3 separate regions of the Gossypium hirsutum genome follow, and regions 2 and 3 are each linked to region 1. Evidence: chromatin contacts called from public Hi-C data. All regions are on one chromosome and are shown on one strand. The core of a region is the stretch at or near the end of the contact, and the rest is flanking DNA. Distances in the headings are between cores, read along the strand shown.

Region 1 (4,498 bases), core at 752-3,251:
GGGGCAAATCGCGTCCACATCAGTGCGCTTTGCTGACGTGGACACAAATCGAGCTTCAAAGGACGCGATTTGTTGCCATGTCAGTAAAGCACGCTTACGTGGCCGCGATTTCCTGGCACGTCCCCTGACATCGCGCTGACGTGGACGCGATTTAGGGGAAAAGGGTCCATTCCGGTAAATAATAAAATACCAGGCCCATTTCGATAAATTTAAAAAAAATAGGCTTTTAATGATAAATTACCCTACAAACGGTTACGATTATTTAAAAAAGAATAGTAGCACTTAAACTAATTTGATATATTTTATACATCATTATACTAAATTATTTAAATATAATTTTTTTTATTTTCAACCTCATGTATCAAATAAACATTTTAACTTTCCATTGTAATTTTTATAACAATTTCAAACACTTAAAATTAACAAATCACGTTTTGCACGTTACATTTTAAAAATACTTTTTTGCAAAGAGCAGAAAATTTTTAAAGTAATTCTCAATAGCAAAATTAATATCAAACTGGCCATAAAGGGCAGCTTATTGGAAGCACAATACACAAATTGTGATTATATACATAATTGGTCCACACTAATCCGACCCACTCTCTTCCATATTTTTATTAATGATTTTTTATAATTCATTCATGAAAATATTTTTAAATATATATATATATATATTCTATTGACTGATTTTACTTTTAATTATTTGAATTCTATAAATAATTGCATAATAAATTTATTCTTAAACTTTAAAATTTAAACATTAAACACAAAAGGTTTAAATTGTAAACCCAAACATAAAATCATAAAATTGTAAGCCTTAACACTAAATCTTAAAATTTTAAACCTTATTCAAGAGAAATTCTAAACACTAAATGCTAAAATTTAAAATTTAAACCCTAAATCTATAACATATATAAAAAGTAAACACATTAGGTACTATAGATATTAGACCCTAAAATCGTGACAGCTGGCCTTTCGGGGAAGGTTGGCTTGGATGTCGGAATGAAAAGAAAGGGAAAGAGAGGGGAGGGAAGGTAAAATAAATAAATAAATAAATAAATAAAAGAAGATGAAGATAAAATTGTGTGTGTTTTTATTTTGTATTTAGAAGTATATTATATATTTATTATTATAAAATTTAACAATTTTTTATGAGTTAATAAATCACATAAATTTTTATTTTTTTCGGTGTTAAAAGAATAAATTCATATAATATTTTTTAGTATTTTTTAAAAGAATTACAAATGTAAAAAAAATACGTATGATAACTATATCTTGAATCAAGCATTACAATTTATGATCGAATATAGCTCATACTTCACATTAAATTTATGTATTTAAAAGAGTTTCATCTACATTTTGACTACAGGTTGATTTAAGATTTGCATTCAAATGGTTAAGGAAAAAGGTTTAAAAAATAAAATTATTTAAATAACTTCAATTTTAATTTGTAATGGCGTATTTAAAGATTTATTTATATGTTACAAGTACGCTCATTTCCTTTAGATATTTTTTATTTTAAAATAATATTTAAATAAGTGAATCTATGAAAACACTCCCAAATTATCACTTAAAATGTTTATTATCGATTGGCTAACATTATTTAAAAGAAATGAATAAATTTATATTTTCACTCTTATATCATTTTTTAAAATTTTATATGCTAAAAAAAAAGGAAGGAGGGACCATTCTCTACATTTTCCCTTAATTATAAAGATTTTAGAATAAGAATAATAAATAACTCACTGTCTCATTTCATAAGGATTGATGGTCCTACCCGGAATATATTAATAGCTAAAAGAAGAAGGGCGACGAACCATTAGCAAGTATTGCGTGGCGCCGACGACTGGCTTAGCTTTCTCTAGAACCCCTGTATGGGGCTGTCATTTTCTATTAACTCACAAACAACTGTCACCCATCATCCAATCTTTATTTCAAACCTCCTTAATCAAGCAAGCAAACATCCATCTATATAACCCATTTTCTTCCCACTTTCACACACCGTGTTTCATACGCCATTTTGTTCAATACCTTATCATGCGTTTTGCTTCTTTTTTTTTAACTAATTTCTTCATTTATATTTTAAATTAGAATAATTAACATCGAGAATTAAATTTAGTTGATGATAAGTCTAAATTAATTTGTTTTTATTTATATTTAAATCAAATGATTTAATTTTTAAATTTAACTTATGTTTGAGATGTTCGAATTCTTTTAAATATTTTTTTTATGATTTGATTTTTGATTAAATGTTTGCTTTTTTTTATTATATTTAAATTTATATAATAATGGTGGTTCCTTCCGAAACTAAAATTTGTGTTTAATTAATACTAAATTATGACATCCTTATGCTATAAGCAAGATTAGACAAAAACAAATTAGTCTGTGATTTGCTAAGATGAAAATGAAATTATTTATATATTTTTTAATGATTGTTGATGTTAAAGTTCTATATCACATGATTAATGAAAACAATTTTATAATTTAAAAGAAAAAAAGGCATTTTACAGTGAGATTAAAGTGTTCCACTACTTAAACTCAAAGTCTTAAACTTTCGTGTCATGTCCTGTTGGACGAAAAAGCTATTCATCTCCGTTCTTCTCTCTGAGTCTTCCCTGTCTGCCACAGATCTTGAGCCGAAGTCAATAACAAAAGAAGACTCCTAAAATCCTACAGAAATGGCTAATCTTTTTTTGTTCATTGCTAGATCTTTCTTCAACCTAAGCTCTTTCAGCTTCTTGCTTCTGTTTTTGCTCTCTTTCTCGAGTTTCACTGCAACAGGTCTGTACAAACTTTCTCTTTCTTTGTCTGGAAAGTTGGAATATTTGAGGTTCTTTTTAAAATGGTATTTTGATTCTTGAACGAAGTTGGTAAAATGGGCTTTCTTTAATTATGCGAAAGCTCTTCCTTTTATGGTCTTTTGAGTCGTTTTTCCTACGTTTATGTTAATGGATTTTTGTTGGTTTTGCCTGAGATTTAACTTGTCAATTATATTTCCATAATAGGCTATGATTTTTCTATCGAAATCTTGATTCTTTTGTTATCTTAATGAACAAAGCAAGTTGTGAAACTCAACTAACTGTGATTAAAAATGGTAGCCTTTAGATTGAAGGGTTTAGGAAAAAATTAGCAGTTAATGATGAAATTTGAGTAATTTCCATTTATTTAGAATCATAACTTTCCTTTCCCTTGAAGAAAACTTAAATGTCTTATCATACAGTTTCCATGCATTATTGGTTTAGTGAGAAAATGAACTTTTGAACTTTGGACCTCTACTATTTGATGTCTAGTGATTATCTGATATTGATTTGCTTCTTTATTTCTAAATGTATCATAATGGGTGATTAGTATTGAAAATGTATACATTTGTTATGATTCTCTTTATTTTAACTCATTTTCAGAAGCCTATGATCCTTTGGACCCTAATGGAAATATCACAATCAAATGGGATATCATGAGTTGGACTGCTGATGGCTATGTTGTAAGTGTTCTTCCATCTGTTATATGTAAGAAGTTAGAATTTGATGATTTAGCTATCTAGTGTGGGGTAGTATGAGAGTCAGAACCTCGTATTGCTTGGTTCGGGGTACAATTGTGTTGTGATTTCAAATATCTTTTGAACTAATACTGTAACACTGAAAATGAAAAAACAAGGGGTTGCAGAAAAAAGGGTATCTTGTTGGCTTAGGTATGGTTTCTATCTTGTCCCCATTGGCCGAAAATGTGACTAAATTCTTGATGTAATGAGCAGGCAGTTGTCACAATCTTTAACTTCCAGCAGTACCGTCACATCCAAGCACCAGGGTGGACATTAGGTTGGAAATGGTCTAAGAAAGAGGTAATTTGGAGTATGATGGGAGGACAAACAACTGAACAAGGGGATTGTTCAAGATTCAAAGGGAACATTCCACATTGTTGTAAGAAGGACCCAACAGTCGTGGATTTATTGCCAGGAACACCTTATAATCAGCAGATTGCGAATTGCTGTAAAGGGGGAGTGCTAAACTCATGGGTACAAGATCCAGCTACGGCAGGAAGCTCATTCCAGGTGAGTGTGGGGCAAGCTGGAACTACAAACAAGACGGTTAGAGTTCCAAAAAACTTCACTTTGAAGGCACCAGGGCCCGGTTATACTTGTGGTCCAGCAAAAATTGTGAAACCCAGTAGATTTGTTACTGCAGACAAAAGAAGAGTCACACAAGCTTTGAGTAAGTTACTTGATTAAGATCTTGAATGTTATGTAGATATTCACTTTCTATTAGCTATGCCACATGTCACATTTCACATCACTGAACTTTGTAAAAGTAGCATTCTGAGCTATCACGCCATTGGCTGAAATTTTGTTATAGCCAACTCATTGCAGAAAGAAATCCTTGGCAAATGAAGCTTTTCTTTCTGGACGCTCATTTTATCGATATTCAGCATTAATAATTGATAAATTGGGCTTGTTAATTGCTTTGCACAATGTAGATTTTGGAAACAATTTTTCTCACCTAAT
Region 2 (4,498 bases), core at 701-3,200, 160 kb before region 1:
ACACCCTTGGGAACAAAAATCTCTCCGAAGTTAATATCTTCCAAGGCTTCCCTCGACACCACAGCTACTGGCGGATAAAGTCTCAATGATTCCTGAATTACCTTAGTAAGCTGCATCACAAATGCAAAACAAGGATTTCAAGATTAATAGTTATTTATATAAATATCCACAATAACTCTCAATCTAATAACTAATTATTTGGACATATATATATACCAGATTCATCTTACGAAGCATGCCAGCATCCGGAGTACCACCGCCACAAATTTCAACCACCTCTGTCCGCACATTATGCTGCCATTCTTGATTGGCAGCTAGAAGCATGAGGCACCAGGTGGCAGAAACGGCAGTAGTCTCATATCCAGCCAAGTATATGTTCTTGCAGTTATCAACTACAAACCTCTCGGTGGCTTCTTGGCTCAGGTCACTGTTTTTAGCTCCGTCAACCACCATTTGCAGTAAGTCATTCTCGTATGTTGCTGCCCCCTTTCTCTCGTTTACCACATGCAATATCAAATCACGTACCTCCTTTTCAAGTTCCCAAGCTTCTCTGTTGCTTTTGATGGGAAGATATCTGTAATAACCCAAAAATTTTAATACAAATTGCTTCCATATGACTTTGAAATTGCGAAAGAATGCTCACCTCATTCCAGGCACGCCAGTGGATAAACCTTTCTTGGACATGGCCTCCTGTAGAGCTCTTAGCTTCAAGAAGATTTCTTCTCCTTTACAATAATTACTTCCGAAACAGGCTCTTGAGATGACATCTCCAGAGAAGCTTCGCATATACTCGTCAATTTTGATGTCAGCAAGTCCACCCTCGACCTCTATTCTGGTCTTCCAAGAGTCCACTAGCGTAAATGTAGATTCGACAATCAGGTTCATCATTCCCTACAAGAGGTTTTATCTTTGTATTAATGTTTATATACACCTAGTACTGTATGTAGATCTGTAATCATAATCAATTTGATATATTTAGTGAATCATATGTTAATATATATTTATACCTTAACCTTGTCCATGTATAATTCGGGAGCAAGAATTTTTCTCTGATAAGCCCATATTGCCCCATTTGAAGTTAGAATTCCCTGACCAAGCAAAGGACCACGATCCTTTTGTTGATAGGAAGGCTTCCCCAAGGCTAAGGACGTGCATGTAGTAATCTCTTTCACAGCATCAGGTTGATTGACGAACAATATTTGAGTGTTACCAAGAGAAAACACAAATACTTTACCTGAAATTTAATGAAATTACTCCATCACTATCAGTGATAACTATTTTGGTAAATTAATACTCCTAAATTTCATTATAGACACCGACACGCATACAATTAAGAGGTATGCAATACATTATTATACATACCATATTGTTTCCTCCATTGCTCAAGGAATGGAAAGAGTAGCGCACCGCAGTTGTGAGTGGCAGGGTTTTGCATGCTAGGAACCTTAACAATGCTGGATTGTGCCTTCTTTATCTCTCTTATGTTTCCGATTAGCAGACTCGGAGGCGGCCCTTTGATGCCTTGCTTGAGTAATCTTGCTCGGAGCTTCATTGGCTTCACCACCAGCTCATGATACAAACGTAGGATCAATCCAAGGAAAGCAAGCAGCACAAGAGAAACAAAAATGTTGACATAATACTCTGTAAGTTCCATGTCGGAAGTGGTGATGGCTTTGGAGGTTGTTTAGACGCAAAGGGAATTATATACAGGGAAATTAAGGAAGGGAGTAGGAAGGTTTGGTAGCAAAAGAATAAAGAAAGAACTGTATGTAAGACTTCTAATGTATGGTATTTGTGGTCAATGTAGTGTGAAAACCCTTTTTCTAAGGGCCAGTAACATGAAAGGCAGCATGGTTTTGAAGCTTTCTAAGATCCATAGTGAAGGTGCGAAGTTTTGCTTAATTATTTGAAGCCAACAACACAAAAAAAGAAGTGGTTAAGAGCTATTGGGATTCAAGGTCTAAAAGTCTTGTAGTGTATAAAAAACTAATATTAATTATTTGTTGGAATTTGGAAAATTACTTAACTTTTCTTTTAACTGGGAGGAAAATTACTTTACTCACTTTATTTCATTTTTAAATAAAAGACAAAAAAGAGAGCACCAAGTTCGGGGTTATTTCCTTTATTTCTGCCACTACCAAGTGCTAAATGACTAATGGCTCCCCCATGATAAAGTTTGGTTTAAAAAGGTGGAGCCATAGTAAACAATGTCGACCTTAAAGCTTAAAGTCCTATCAATGCTTTGTACGTGGTTTATTTTTTCAATATTATAGATTATATAAGAATAGTTAATTTTTAATGTTTATCCTTATATTTCATTCAAATTTAAGATTTAAGCTCTATATTTCATGTAATAGGTAAATTTAACCTGGGCTCACAAAAAAAAATATACCCAAAATAATAAAATAAAGTCTAAGTCCAGTCCAAAATTATATCATTTGGCCCGATTGGAATGACCCATTACTTGAAAAGGTTGAAGGTCCATCTACAAGCTTGACGCATATGAAAACATAATCTTCAAGGATATGCAATCTTAGATATGATATAATTTAGTAATCTTAGAGATTTAATTTGTAGAAATCCCTTAATCTTAGCTGTTCATGTAATTGATCTGTACCGTTGGATTTGGGGAGGCTCAACTATAAATAGGGGCCTCTCCTTTCATTGTAAAACACTTGAGTTTGGAGCAATAATAATTTTTAAGAGCATTCACTCAAATTTCTCTCTCTTGCGTTCTTATTTTCTGTGGCTTGTTCTTATTTTGTTCTTCGTTCATCTTCGTTTCTTTTTAAGTTGCTTTCATTTGAGTTAGATTTTGGTGGAGGAATTTCGTTGAATCTTCATATTGTGAGAGTTAGGCTGACTTAAGCGTTGTTTTTAACCTTTTATATTTATCCATTTAATTGTTTAATCATTAATTATTCTTTTACTTTTATTCATTTATTTATCCATCAACTTTCTTATTTACATATTGTTCATTCATTTAATCATTCTTATCATTCTTTTATTTTCTTTCATTAATTATATACTTTATTTTTTAATATTATGTCACACATGTTGTTTATTTTTTAAAAACTCGTGTTATAAACCATTCATTTTAAATTGTTTGATTATTTGCTCTCTTTTTTCCATATACTATCTATTATCAATTGCAAATTTTTTTTATACTATCTATTTTATATACCATTTATTTTTAAGATGTTATATGTATAACTTGTTCTAAATTCCTTATTACACAACATTTATTTTTAAACTCATTTATATATTATTACTTTATATATTACCTATTTTTATTTTTTTATATATTCTTTCTTCCAAACTTATACATATATTACCTACTTTTTTATATATATAATTTATTTATTGATTTGTATATTGTTGATGATTTCAAATTTCTTTTTCCCTTATTATTCATTTTCAAATTCATTATTTTTAAATTTGTTTACATTTTATTTTGCCTTATATTTTTTTTATACTCTTTGTTTTAAATTCATTGGTCTTTGATTATTGATGCTAGTATTTAAATAATTGCCATTATGTGTTTTATAAATTGTTTATTTGTATTTTCATATTGCCATTTTTTTATCAAAGTTTTTACGTATCGTTTTAATATTGCGTCAATTTTCCCCAATTTTAAAAAAGAAAACTTTTAAAAATAAGGCAATATTTGGTAGTTTGGAGCTTTGAGAAAATCGTGCCCTAACTTACTGGGTTTCGATTTTTTTGATCCAAATAACCAAATATCCTTTTTAAACTTTAATGCATGAGACAAGCTTAGTTTTGAGGGTTAAAATATCGTATCCTAACTTACTGAATGTGACATCTTATTACTTCGGGACAAGGAGCTCTTAACATCAAATTCGATTTATTCAGATTTTTAAAGAGGATCGTATTTTAAAATCTTTTCAAATTTACGACATTAGGACGTTAATTAATCAATTAGGTACCAATTTTTGGGCGTTACGAGGGTGCTAATCCTTCCTAGTGCGTAACCAACTCCTGAGCCTGTTTTCTCGAATTTTGTAGACCAAAATCATTATTTTAATAAATCAAAATGTTTTATTAAATTGATTAATCTCAAGGTGACCCGATCACACCTCGAAAAAAAATTGGTGGCGACTCCATTTTCGTTTTAAAAGTCAACCTCGTTTTTCAAAATAAAAATAGTTTCGACACTTCAATTTTAAAATAATTTGATATCTCAAACTCTTATAATATCATTAATTAGTCTAAATATTTTTATTCCAATTAAAATATTGGTATGAGTTTTTAAGAATTGTTAATACTGTTAAAATGCTCTATTCAATTTAGGTCTATTACAATGTCATTTTCTTATATGAATACCAAGTGAGTATTTCTTTTTTAATTTCCAGTTGTCACACCAACAATTTTAACAAATGAATTTTAACAATATTAAAAAATAGATCTACATTTTAAAACTCAAAAAGTAGAGGGACTAAATTTCTAAAAATAAAAGTATAAAAACTAAATTCCAAAT
Region 3 (4,498 bases), core at 574-3,073, 130 kb after region 1:
CTATTATATATGAAATATTAAAAGATAAAAAACGATAATAGGTCGGTCATATAATTTTTCTTATTTTAATTATTAGTATCACGCTCTACATTTTTAACCTTAAAAATATTAAATTCAAACAAAACTTTAAAATAATTGTTGGATATTGACACGTATAACGAAATAGAAAAGATCGAACACAAATTTTACGTGTAAAACTCCTTCGAAGAGGATAAAAATCACGGGCAAAGGAGGCTTCGACTTTTCACTACTTAAATAAACAAACGAGAGTACATTATGGAGAAAATAAACTTAAATGTACTAAACATACAAACTCAAACCTCGAAAACAAAGCCCTAACTCTCATTGAGTAAACTCGAAATGGGTACCAATTTCTTTCTATAATCACCACGAAAACTCATCTGCTACTACAGCTTGTCACCCCCAAAAGAAAAGCCCTATAGTACTACATCTTTAATTGCCTTATTGAAACAGGGATCTAAGACCCATGGTTAAGTTTAAAGGGCTAAAACGACTAAAATATCTCTGAAGTAATTAGAGTTCGAGTAGGAAAAGATAGCAAAATTTAATTATGAGAAAAAACTCAGTGTTTGTGGGAAACACATCACCATGTCGCAACGTCTTCATTCTCGTCGTTTGTCGTCGTAACATCGTTGATTGACATTGATAAGTGCATGCAAACTGTCTGATAAATACGAGGTAGAACCCATATTAATTTATCTTGTTCCGAAAATCTTATAATAATAATAATAATAATAGTTGCTAATTGTTCATGTGATCTCATCGAAAATTGTATCGGTTTCAAGTTTCATCTTTGTTGAAAAAAAAAACCTTGAAAATAGGAGGAGTTGGAAATGAATATCAAATTGAAAGTCCATTAGATAAACATCACAATAATATAGTTTTCTGGGAAATACAGTGCCATAAACTTGCTGTTGGAAATGAAATCAAAGCTCCCCTATTCACTTGATGAACAATCCATGTACCTGTTGTATCATATTTAAAATATTCTAGAGTTAATAACATAAATTTTGACACATAATTTGTGATCATTTTTATATGGTATTATGCATCTTCTTTTGTTATTTTGTAATTCCATGAGCAGATCTCATTGACAGACATGTGAAGGACTGGGCTTTGGAAGTGTGCTTTATTATTTTTTTTTAATTTTTATTTTAACTTAATTTTAGGTCCAATAGGGTGGTCTGCATGTGCCTCTTCAAACACTTCCCAACTATGTTTCTTTTTTCATTTATCTAGTTTTCATACCACTTATATCCAAATCATTTCTTTATAAAAATCCAAATCATTTCTTTATAAAAACCCTTTCTTCATCATTAAAAAATTTATTATATATATTAAAATTGGAGCAGAAAGTTGATTTGATTTATTCTGAATGAGAAATTAAAAAAATAAAACCAAAGCTGAATATTTGTTAGATTTTTATTTTGACCTGTGAAATTAAAGAAATTATATGGTTACTGTATCGATGATGGTATCTCTGACCTTGACTATCAAACAAGCATTCATGCTCAAAATCTTGAAGAATGAATCGTGTCTTAATCTGCAATTTATTTAAAAAAAATCATAGTTAAGTGTGAAAGAGTTTTAAGATTCAAATCTATAATTAGTTAATTAAGAGGGGTTAGCTTAGTAAAAGAATATATAATAATTTTTATTGGACTGCTGATTACTTTTGAGGTCTTTTAAGGGTAGGGTCCCTTCCTAGAGCTGCATGGTTTGGCCTATGTCTTTTTATCTTTCAATGACTTGTGACCATTGAGGTAGGGGCCGTTTATATATATATATACCCATGAGCTCGTTTAGAGTTAGGAGGAAGAAGCCCCTTTAACCATTTAGAGAGCTTCTTGGGAGAAACAATGGGTGTTTTAATGGTGATTTTTGGGGTGTTTGTAATGGTGCTGTGTATGTGCACTGCAGTTTTGAGATGGAACGAGATGAGATACAGGAAGAAAGGTCTGCCCCCTGGTACTATGGGTTGGCCTGTCTTTGGAGAAACCACTGAGTTTCTCAAACAAGGCCCTAACTTCATGAAAAACCAAAGAGCAAGGTGATTTGAAACCCCCAAATCTTTGTTATTTCTTGCTTATCTGTCCTCGATTTGAAAGCTGGTTGATAAAATAGCTTCCTCTTTGCTTTCTCTTTTTTCCTTTTATGGAAGTAAATGATGTTTTTATTTCACCATCTCATGGTTGTTGTCACTTAAAAACAGTTGCAAGAGGGTTTTCTTGTAAATGTAGCTTCCAAACAGTAAATCATTCAGGTAATTTAATATAATTTGTTTCGTTTATTACAAAAGCAGGTATGGCAGCTTCTTCAAATCCCATATTCTAGGATGTCCTACAGTTGTTTCCATGGATCCAGAGCTGAACAGATATATACTAATGAATGAAGCCAAGGGGCTTGTTCCTGGATACCCACAGTCCATGCTTGATATCTTGGGAAAATGCAATATTGCAGCCGTCCACGGCTCCACCCATAAGCAAATGAGAGGAGCCCTCCTTGCCCTCATTAGCCCCACTATGATCAGACAACAACTTTTGCCCAAAATCGATGAATTCATGAGAGCTTTCCTCTCTAATTGGGACAACCAAGTCATTAACATCCAAGACAGGACCAAAGAGGTCTTTTTTTTGTATTTGTATATGTTAATATCGCATTCAAAGCTTTTCATGCTTTCCTCTGTTTCTAATCTGCTTTCCTTACAGATGGCTTTTTTATCATCACTTAAGCAAATCGCCAGTGCTGAATCCAGTTCAGTAGCTCAACAATTCATGCCTGAGTTCTTTAAACTGGTTTTAGGCACCTTATCACTTCCTATTGATCTCCCTGGTACCAATTATCGTCGAGGATTTCAGGTAATTTGACAAGCAACTCATATATCATTGTCTTGTCATTGCAGTTCCATGTTTTACAGTCTCAAGCAAGTAGCATGTTTATGTTGCAGGCAAGACAGAACATTTTGAAAATATTGGGACAATTGATAGAAAAGAGAAGAGATAGTGAAGAATCCCACAAGGACATGCTTGGGTACTTGATGAGAAATGATGACAATAATCGACATAAACTAAGTGATGATGAGATCATTGACCAAATAATCACAATCTTGTATTCTGGTTATGAGACTGTTTCCACTACATCAATGATGGCTGTCAAGTATCTCCATGATCATCCAACAGTTCTTGAAGAGCTAAGAGTATGTTCACATTTACCTTCCAACTTTGACCTCTTTACTATCACTGTTTCATTTTTTTTTTGTCTCTGGTTTTGATTCACTGTTATTTTTCCCTCCAGAAAGAACATATGGGAATCAGAGAAAGAAAAAGGGCAGATGAACCAATTGAATGGAATGATCTTAAGTCAATGAGATTTACAAGAGCAGTAAGCACTTTGCAAATTTTTTTATTCAAAAAAAGAAAACTTTACAAAGAAAAAGGTACAATGATTTGGTGGGCTATGCAGGTGATTTTTGAGACATCAAGATTAGCTACAATTGTTAATGGAGTTTTGAGGAAAACTACTCAAGATATGGAGCTAAATGGTGAGCTCAACATTAAAATATTCAAAAAGTGGTATTGAAATATTTCTTTTTGATTCTTACTTTTCTAACATCAATTTTATGGCCTCAAGAAGCTTAGTTTGCAGTTAGCTGCTCTTTTCAAACCCCAAAAACATAAATAAATAAAAAGTTTCCCTTAAATCACTTACATTGTTTAAGTTTTTATTAACTTTAAATCCCAAGGTTTTTTATAACAATAATAAAAAGAATGGAAAATAAGATGTAAAGGAGGTGAGATCATCTTCCTTCGGTGGACCTTACCCTATCATGATTTACAATGGCATACCTACCAATCCAGCTAGGCAATTCCCTGGAAGATTCATTCTCTTAAATTTTTTTTATTATAATTTGTGAAATGATTGAATTTTCACCAATGGCTCGTCTTCCTTTCAGGATATGTGATTCCTAAAGGCTGGAGAATTTATGTTTATACAAGAGAAATAAACTATGATCCATTCCTATATCCAGATCCATTAGCCTTCAATCCATGGAGATGGATGGTTAGTGACCCCTAATTTTTCCATCAATTTCTTTTTCTTTTCTTTTCTTTTTTTTTTTAAATTCCATGAAATTTAAAATGATTGATGAATACAGGTTAAGGGCTTGGAATCTCAAAATTATTTCTTGATATTTGGAGGAGGCACCAGGCAATGTCCAGGAAAGGAACTTGGAATTGCAGAAATTTCTACTTTCCTTCACTATTTTGTAACTAGATACAGGTAATTTAAACATTTAGCATTAAATCATTCTAAAAGCCATTAAAAGAAAGAGAATGAAATCCCTTTATTTGTGAGTGCAGATGGGAAGAAGTTGGGGGAGAAAAATTGATGAAATTTCCAAGAGTTGAAGCACCAAATGGGCTACACATTAGAGTTTCATCTTACTGACTAACAGATGTATGTACATAAAGAGATATAT

What was found. A called contact is a pair of places that touch in the nucleus more often than the background predicts.
Region 2: a Hi-C map of leaf shows a contact between it and region 1, with 2.5 times the contacts expected there. The contact joins the promoter of LOC107954904 here to the promoter of LOC107955737 in region 1. A contact is called at or near these places in 2 of 34 Hi-C or Micro-C datasets (both in leaf).
Region 3: a Hi-C map of leaf shows a contact between it and region 1, with 1.9 times the contacts expected there. The contact joins the promoter of LOC107954898 here to the promoter of LOC107955737 in region 1. A contact is called at or near these places in 17 of 34 Hi-C or Micro-C datasets (callus, cotyledon, fibers and 3 more).

Annotation. Positions count from the first base shown.
Region 1 is chrD07:48,090,068-48,094,565 of Gossypium_hirsutum_v2.1, reverse strand. LOC107955737 (COBRA-like protein 2) reads left to right here and starts at 2,001. Exons shown (of 6, transcript XM_016891546.2): 1 at 2,001-2,781; 2 at 3,402-3,481; 3 at 3,752-4,208. The coding sequence starts at 2,679.
Region 2 is chrD07:48,245,342-48,249,839 of Gossypium_hirsutum_v2.1, reverse strand. LOC107954904 (cytochrome P450 714C2) reads right to left here and starts at 1,950. Exons shown (of 5, transcript XM_016890588.2): 1 at 1,363-1,950; 2 at 1,008-1,234; 3 at 644-891; 4 at 217-574; 5 at 1-110. The coding sequence starts at 1,654.
Region 3 is chrD07:47,956,282-47,960,779 of Gossypium_hirsutum_v2.1, reverse strand. It overlaps LOC107954898 (cytochrome P450 85A-like), which reads left to right and starts at 1,823. Exons shown (of 9, transcript NM_001327629.1): 1 at 1,823-2,071; 2 at 2,324-2,645; 3 at 2,730-2,879; 4 at 2,969-3,217; 5 at 3,316-3,402; 6 at 3,484-3,562; 7 at 3,974-4,080; 8 at 4,175-4,299; 9 at 4,380-4,498. The coding sequence starts at 1,881. The coding sequence ends at 4,467.